2 separate regions of the Capsicum annuum genome follow, and region 2 is linked to region 1. Evidence: chromatin contacts called from public Hi-C data. All regions are on one chromosome and are shown on one strand. Each heading gives the region's core, a stretch centred on a gene start, on an enhancer-like site or on the middle of the called end of the contact. The rest is flanking DNA. Distances are from core to core; before and after follow the strand shown. Region 1 has its middle 23 kb from the start of LOC107839654. Region 2 holds the start of LOC107839655 (topless-related protein 3).

Region 1 (3,088 bases), core at 197-2,696:
GACAACAAGCTTACTTGGCAGACACATCACCAGTCAACGTGGACACACACAGCAGGATAGTGGAGTTGTGAAAAGAAGTAAGCTTTGTTACTGTTCTATTGCTAATTTCTTTTCTAGTTTTATAAGTCAGTTGAATTTTGTAATACTAGTCTTCTCTATTTTTCAAATTATTATCCGATTGTTTCAGTTAGTCTCATGTTTGGATCATGTATATAGGGAGAGAGTGTGTATTATATTGTATAATAAAAACGTATTTTTTTTAAGTACCCTCTATTTTTGAATTTTATTAATTTCATTAATCTAGATTCGTGTCGAGTAGGACTTATTAAGGTAATAATATATATTAAGGTAACAATATACTCTCCAATAAAAAATTCAGGGTTCAAATTTAATTAAGACATCCAATTAGCATGGAGGAATTTAATGTCTCTACTATCCCATCACACCCATGTATTGTAAACAAACGTCATTCACATATAACCTTTTGAATGGAAATGATAGTTTGTGAAAGATTGATGGTTTGTAATTCATCATCCAAGGAAAACACATGTCATTAGTAATTTCATTCGTCTAAGTTACCAATTGGAATATGGATCACAATAGTATGTATAGAAACACAGCATGTAACTTCCAAAAAAGGAAAAGTAATAGTCGAAGAAGAAATGTCAAATTGAATCTTTTAGTCAAGTTGAACTTGGAATAAAGTAGAAACGAACTGTTGTGAAGAGAACATGCAACTAAAATGGATGATAAACTCAAATATATGTGCTACCCTGTTATAAATAAATGGGAGAGCCCAACCCAAAAGACTATGTTGATGGGTACAAGAAGTCATTTGATCTATAAATCCATTAGTATTTCTCTATTTTTTCAATATGGGACAATTGGTTCATAACATACTCAACCTCTCTTTTTGGGTATAACAAAGAAGCATGGAGTCGTTTGATATATGAGATAAGTAAAATAATTTTGAGATATAAGTTGGGATTAACTTTATTTTATGTTTGGTGTGAAGTACACATTAATCATGAAGGATGGAATAAAATAGTCGCATGAATGTTTGTTGTTGTTGTTACAGAAGATTGATGAATATTTGGAATTTTGGATAGTTCATATATGTCCCACATCGGAAAGAGCAGAATTGGCAGTATGGACTTCTGCTTGTTTAAGTTGAAAAATTAACAACCAAAAGAAGTTAACTCGTCCCGTCGGGGGTGCTGAGGCGATTCGCTAATGATCGTATAGAGACCGGTGGATCGTGCCGACACCCACAGAACGAACACACTTTCTTCAAGGCGAGTAAGCCCGCCCTACTTTGGTGTGGCTTGCCCGTCAATTTTTGGAAGCCCTCACTCTTCTCTGGGGGCTCACAAAACACATAGTGTAAATATGGTAGTAATAATCTCTAATGGACTGGAAGAAATGATATCCCATATTTCACATGGTGAAGCCTCTGGGCTCTATTGGGCCAAGAAGTATACCTACGCTTGAGTCAATGTCGAAGTAAACTAGGCCCTATTTTAAGGTTGTTACTAAATCTGCCGTATGTAAACAATGTTGCTGACTGATGCTGATGAGGATTAATACCAACAGAGTCAAGTTCCAAAACTCTGCAACGTTGAACACTTTTGTAAAAATGACATACTAATAAATAAGGACAAGTGAGGGTACGTATGAGTCAGAAGTTTGTCTGTGAGAATTGTCTACGTTGTCTTATTTGTTTGTCAATTTCCTAAAGTATGAATTGTAAGTGTCAAATATATATCATACCTTAGTCAGCACTAGGTTCCCTTTGCTCTCTTTCATCTTCTTCTGTTAGATGTTTGATTTTGATTTATGTGTGTATATTAATAGTAAATATTCGGACGGATAGATGCACAAATTAAGATAATAAGCCTATTTATCTCCTCTCTTGCTTACGTACGTACTAATGCACAAAGGATTGACTTTGTAAACATGTGATGTCTCTTATCATTATGAATATTATTATGCCTGGATTAGTTCATGTACAACTCTCTATTTAGACAAGAATTTTGTTTATTTGTTGAATTGACTATAACATGTGCTCTACTGCTGTAACTACATCTTGATTTATAGGCCCCTTATTTTATCTATGGGCTGATGCCTGATTGTTCATAAATTTCAAGTCCATTGGGCTGCTTTTAACTCCAATTCAATGGATTGGATTTACTGGGTTAAATCTGTTCTCAACAAACGTAAGAAGGGATAATTATACATTTGATCACTCAAACAAAACTATGTATTTTCGCTAGCTAATGTTTATATTATATATTTGCTCGCTGCTTTTTTCTTTTTTCTTTTTTTGAATGGCTGGCTATTTATATCAATCACCCTAAAAGTAGTACATGAAAATATAAAGAAAGCAGAATGCATAATAAATCATAACTTCTATGTCCATGTGTGTTGTAGTCCATATAAGTATTCTTCAGCCCTGGACGAGTTAAGTCAAGTTATGTTCAAATTTACTCACCAATATATATTTATTCAATTGATTAAAGTTGGATGAATATAAAGAATTACACTTTCACCCGATGAACATAATATAACTAGCTAATAGCTACCATAATATTTTCTACCACTCTGTTCAAGTTGGTATTCCTATTTTACGATGGCCAAAAAAGTGCGACATGTTCAACAGTAGCTCATATGTACTAAAATCTTGCTTTTGCAGAATAATGTGGCCCTTCTTTTCTCTTGGGGCCAATGATGATTGATGTTTTAGTAATTATGGGTAAACAAAAACAGGAAAACCACCAAACTTGTCATTTTCTTATCACCTCAAAATTGATTGTGACATTCAATTTGAAATGAAAGGCCACACTAGAGCCATAAGTTTATAAAAACGACCATTTAAGTGGTCTAAATCTTAAATTCCTATTCCATAACATGTCAATTGATCATTCGATAAGATTTTATAGTATGTAGATATTTCACATGAAATCTAAATCAGTTGGCAAATAATTTGAAAAGAAATTTTGCTTTTTTAACAAATAAATGTGGGAAAAATAATAACTTATGCTCAATGATTAATATCTTCTCATTATCGTTCTATGTGACCGAATATATC
Region 2 (3,004 bases), core at 51-2,550, 37 kb after region 1:
TTTCGATGACGGAATCTTCAAGAATGGAAACTGAAACGGAACTAAATGAACTGCAACAAAGAGGAAGAAGAAACTGAAACTCAAGAAGAAAGAAGAAAAAGAATAAATTTTTTTAAATAAATAAAAATATAAAACTTTAAATAATTATAAAACTAAGGAGTTGTTTGGCAAAAGAAAAAAAGAGTTTAAAATATTTTTAGCACTGTTCACGCACTCAATGCGTGTGACTAACACACAATGTTCCAAGTGACAGATATATACTATTAAAATATGAAAAAAAAAGTCTGGGAGTAATAGGACCCTCACAAAGTTCAATATGCTCCACTGATAATGCGATCAAACTTCGAATATTTTCATGGGTATTGTTCGTTCTTTTTTTATGCTAGTCAAGTCTCATCTAAATTATATAGATCTGGTCAATGCAATTTATTTTCATTCCATTATCGAATTAATTAGGCAATATATATCCTACTTCAGTATATTCTCTTCAACTTAAATCTGAAGAGGACAACAAAAATATTTTTCGTTTCTGAAAATAACATCTTAATTAAACTAAAAAACATTTTAGATATTGCATGCCTAATTAGTAGAATTCTTTTTTATTTTCATTCCATTATTAAGTGATCCGAGCGATAGATATCCTACTTATTTTAGTATCCTTAATTGTTTAGATAGTGCAACAATTATTTTCTATTTTCTTAAAATAATAGAGTAGTATATATGTTTTTTTTTTTTTTTTAAAAAAAGCAAAAAACGAAAAAAGAAGTCTAAAAAGCCTTTCTGAAGATCACGCGCCTAACTACTAGAAGGAACCACATCTTTAAGTGAGACAAAAAATCAGAAGGACCCACCTTATCTCAGCAAGCGCGTGGGCACGCGCTGTTCGACTGAATTCATTCATCTTAAAAACAAACTTTTTTTTCTTCTGACATGACAAAAATTAATTCTCCATTCCACAAAAGAGGTGTTGTGTGAGACAGACAGTACGAGAAACCAAAATATCGCGATAAATTAGACGATTAAATTAAATGCCGCCGAAACCAGAGAGTACCATTCTCATCAAATAGCACACGTAACCCACGACGGGAAATCGTAATTCAAACTGAATATTCAACTCCATTTGAATTCCCCATTTCAAATCCGCAAGTCCAGTCACATCCTACTTATCAATAAGCCACTTCACTTCCCACGATAAGTACACAAACTTATCAGAACCAACTTATCCACGAAATGGATAAGTACATAAGCTTATCAGTGATAGGTGAGTATAAAACAGATAGGCTACTGCTAAACGCATCGAAGATAGCGAGACCAAGTCCTCCCCCACCCACCTCATTTTCCATCTTCTTTACTCTTCTCTTTCTCCCTTGCACTACAAATAGACCCCATCCCTCCCCCTTTTCCCTTTCTCTCTCTACATAACTATTCCTTCTCTCTTTCTCTCTCTACATATATAATTCCTGTCTTCCCGTAAAAGCACTGATTTTTTTTATTGATTTTTTGCTTGAGGAGGAGCTGAAACCCTAGAAATATTAGCGCGTGTCGATATCTAGGGGTTAGATCTGTTGAGTCGTGAAATCGACCGTTGTTCGATTCGCGTTTTTTGTGGTCAAGTGTAGAGAAATGTCATCTTTAAGCCGGGAATTGGTTTTTCTGATACTACAGTTTCTGGAAGAGGAGAAGTTTAAAGAATCCGTTCACAAGTATGCTCTTTTTTTTTTTTTTAAGTTTTTATTTTTGTTATTTTTTTGTGTTGCTTTTTCTCTCTCACACACAAACACACATCTATATGTGTTTTTTTTTTTTTGGGTTGGGGGGGGGGGGGGGGGGGGGGATTTTATTGTCAGGTTGTTTGTGAGTGGTACTATTTTTACTTGGTTGTTGAAAGTGAAGACCTTTTTTTGTTGAAGGTGAAAACCAAAGAAATAAGTTATGGGTTTAGTTTTGGGGTTGTTCTGGTAATTTATCTGAAAAGGGCAAGAAAAACCACTTGATGTAAGCTGTTTTGCTGTGCTTTTTATATCTTTGCTTTTTCCCTTTCTTTTTCCTTTTTGGTTTTCGTTTTTTAATTGTTGTAAATTCTGGTGCAGAGTTTAATGATATACATTTAATGTGCCTTGATAAGTGATAGTAGTAGTAATCTGTAAAGAAAAAATGACCAATTTTTAATTATTTGTTGTTATTTATTTAGTGCTTTTATGAATGTGTGAAGGTATTAAAAGATGAGTTTAAAAGTTGGTAAGAGATTAATTTGCGGAATGAAAACTTTCTGGCATCAGTATATCTTGTTAAAAATGTTAACTTTTTTCTCGCATCATTTGCAAATGCAATAGTGTTTCAACATCTTGTTTTTGAGGTTGAAATAAATTTTTAAGTGTGAAAAAAGTGAAAGCTTTCCTTTTTTTTAATTGACATCATTTAATCAGTTCGTGTGGAATGAAATTTTTGCTTGTATAAGTGCAATTGAGGGTGTCCAACGCTTTCTTTTTTGTTTATGGTTGACATCAATTATCAGAGTTTATTGTAAATGTAAGCAAATATGTGTTTATATGAATTTCTGTGCTTGAAAATGATTAACCTCTCGAAAAAATGTATCATTTTGTTCGCAGGCTAGAGCAAGAATCAGGATTTTTCTTCAATATGAAGTACTTTGAAGAGAAAGTACATGCAGGTGAATGGGATGAAGTTGAGAAGTACCTCTCTGGATTTACTAAAGTTGATGACAACAGATACTCCATGAAAATATTTTTCGAGATAAGAAAGCAGAAATATCTTGAAGCTCTTGATAAGTATGTCCACATTGTTACTTTACAATGCTGTAGATACATTCCTGTAGTAGGTTTCTGGTTTGAACTTTTTTTCTTCTGTGTGACGTTTTGTTATTTCAGGCAAGACAAGGCAAAGGCAGTTGAGATTCTTGTGAGTGATTTGAAAGTGTTCTCTACATTCAATGAGGACCTTTACAAAGAGATCACTCAGCTCTTGACACTTACCAATTTCAGGT

Evidence for each region. A called contact is a pair of places that touch in the nucleus more often than the background predicts.
Region 2: a Hi-C map of leaf shows a contact between it and region 1, with 2.4 times the contacts expected there. The contact joins the promoter of LOC107839655 here to the enhancer-like site in region 1. A contact is called at or near these places in 3 of 5 Hi-C or Micro-C datasets (bud, leaf and placenta).

The regions. Positions count from the first base shown.
Region 1 is chr8:154,741,280-154,744,367 of UCD10Xv1.1, forward strand. No RefSeq gene overlaps it. Among protein-coding and RNA genes, the nearest start is that of LOC107839654, 23 kb to the left of the region's middle. Within about 2 kb of position 1,447, at least 4 of the 5 cell types and tissues checked have an H3K27ac peak or open chromatin away from gene starts, as enhancers often do. A contact at or near this core is called in bud and leaf, where this site is marked.
Region 2 is chr8:154,778,774-154,781,777 of UCD10Xv1.1, forward strand. It overlaps LOC107839655 (topless-related protein 3), which reads left to right and starts at 1,301. Exons shown (of 25, transcript XM_016683232.2): 1 at 1,301-1,703; 2 at 2,610-2,789; 3 at 2,889-3,002. The coding sequence starts at 1,624.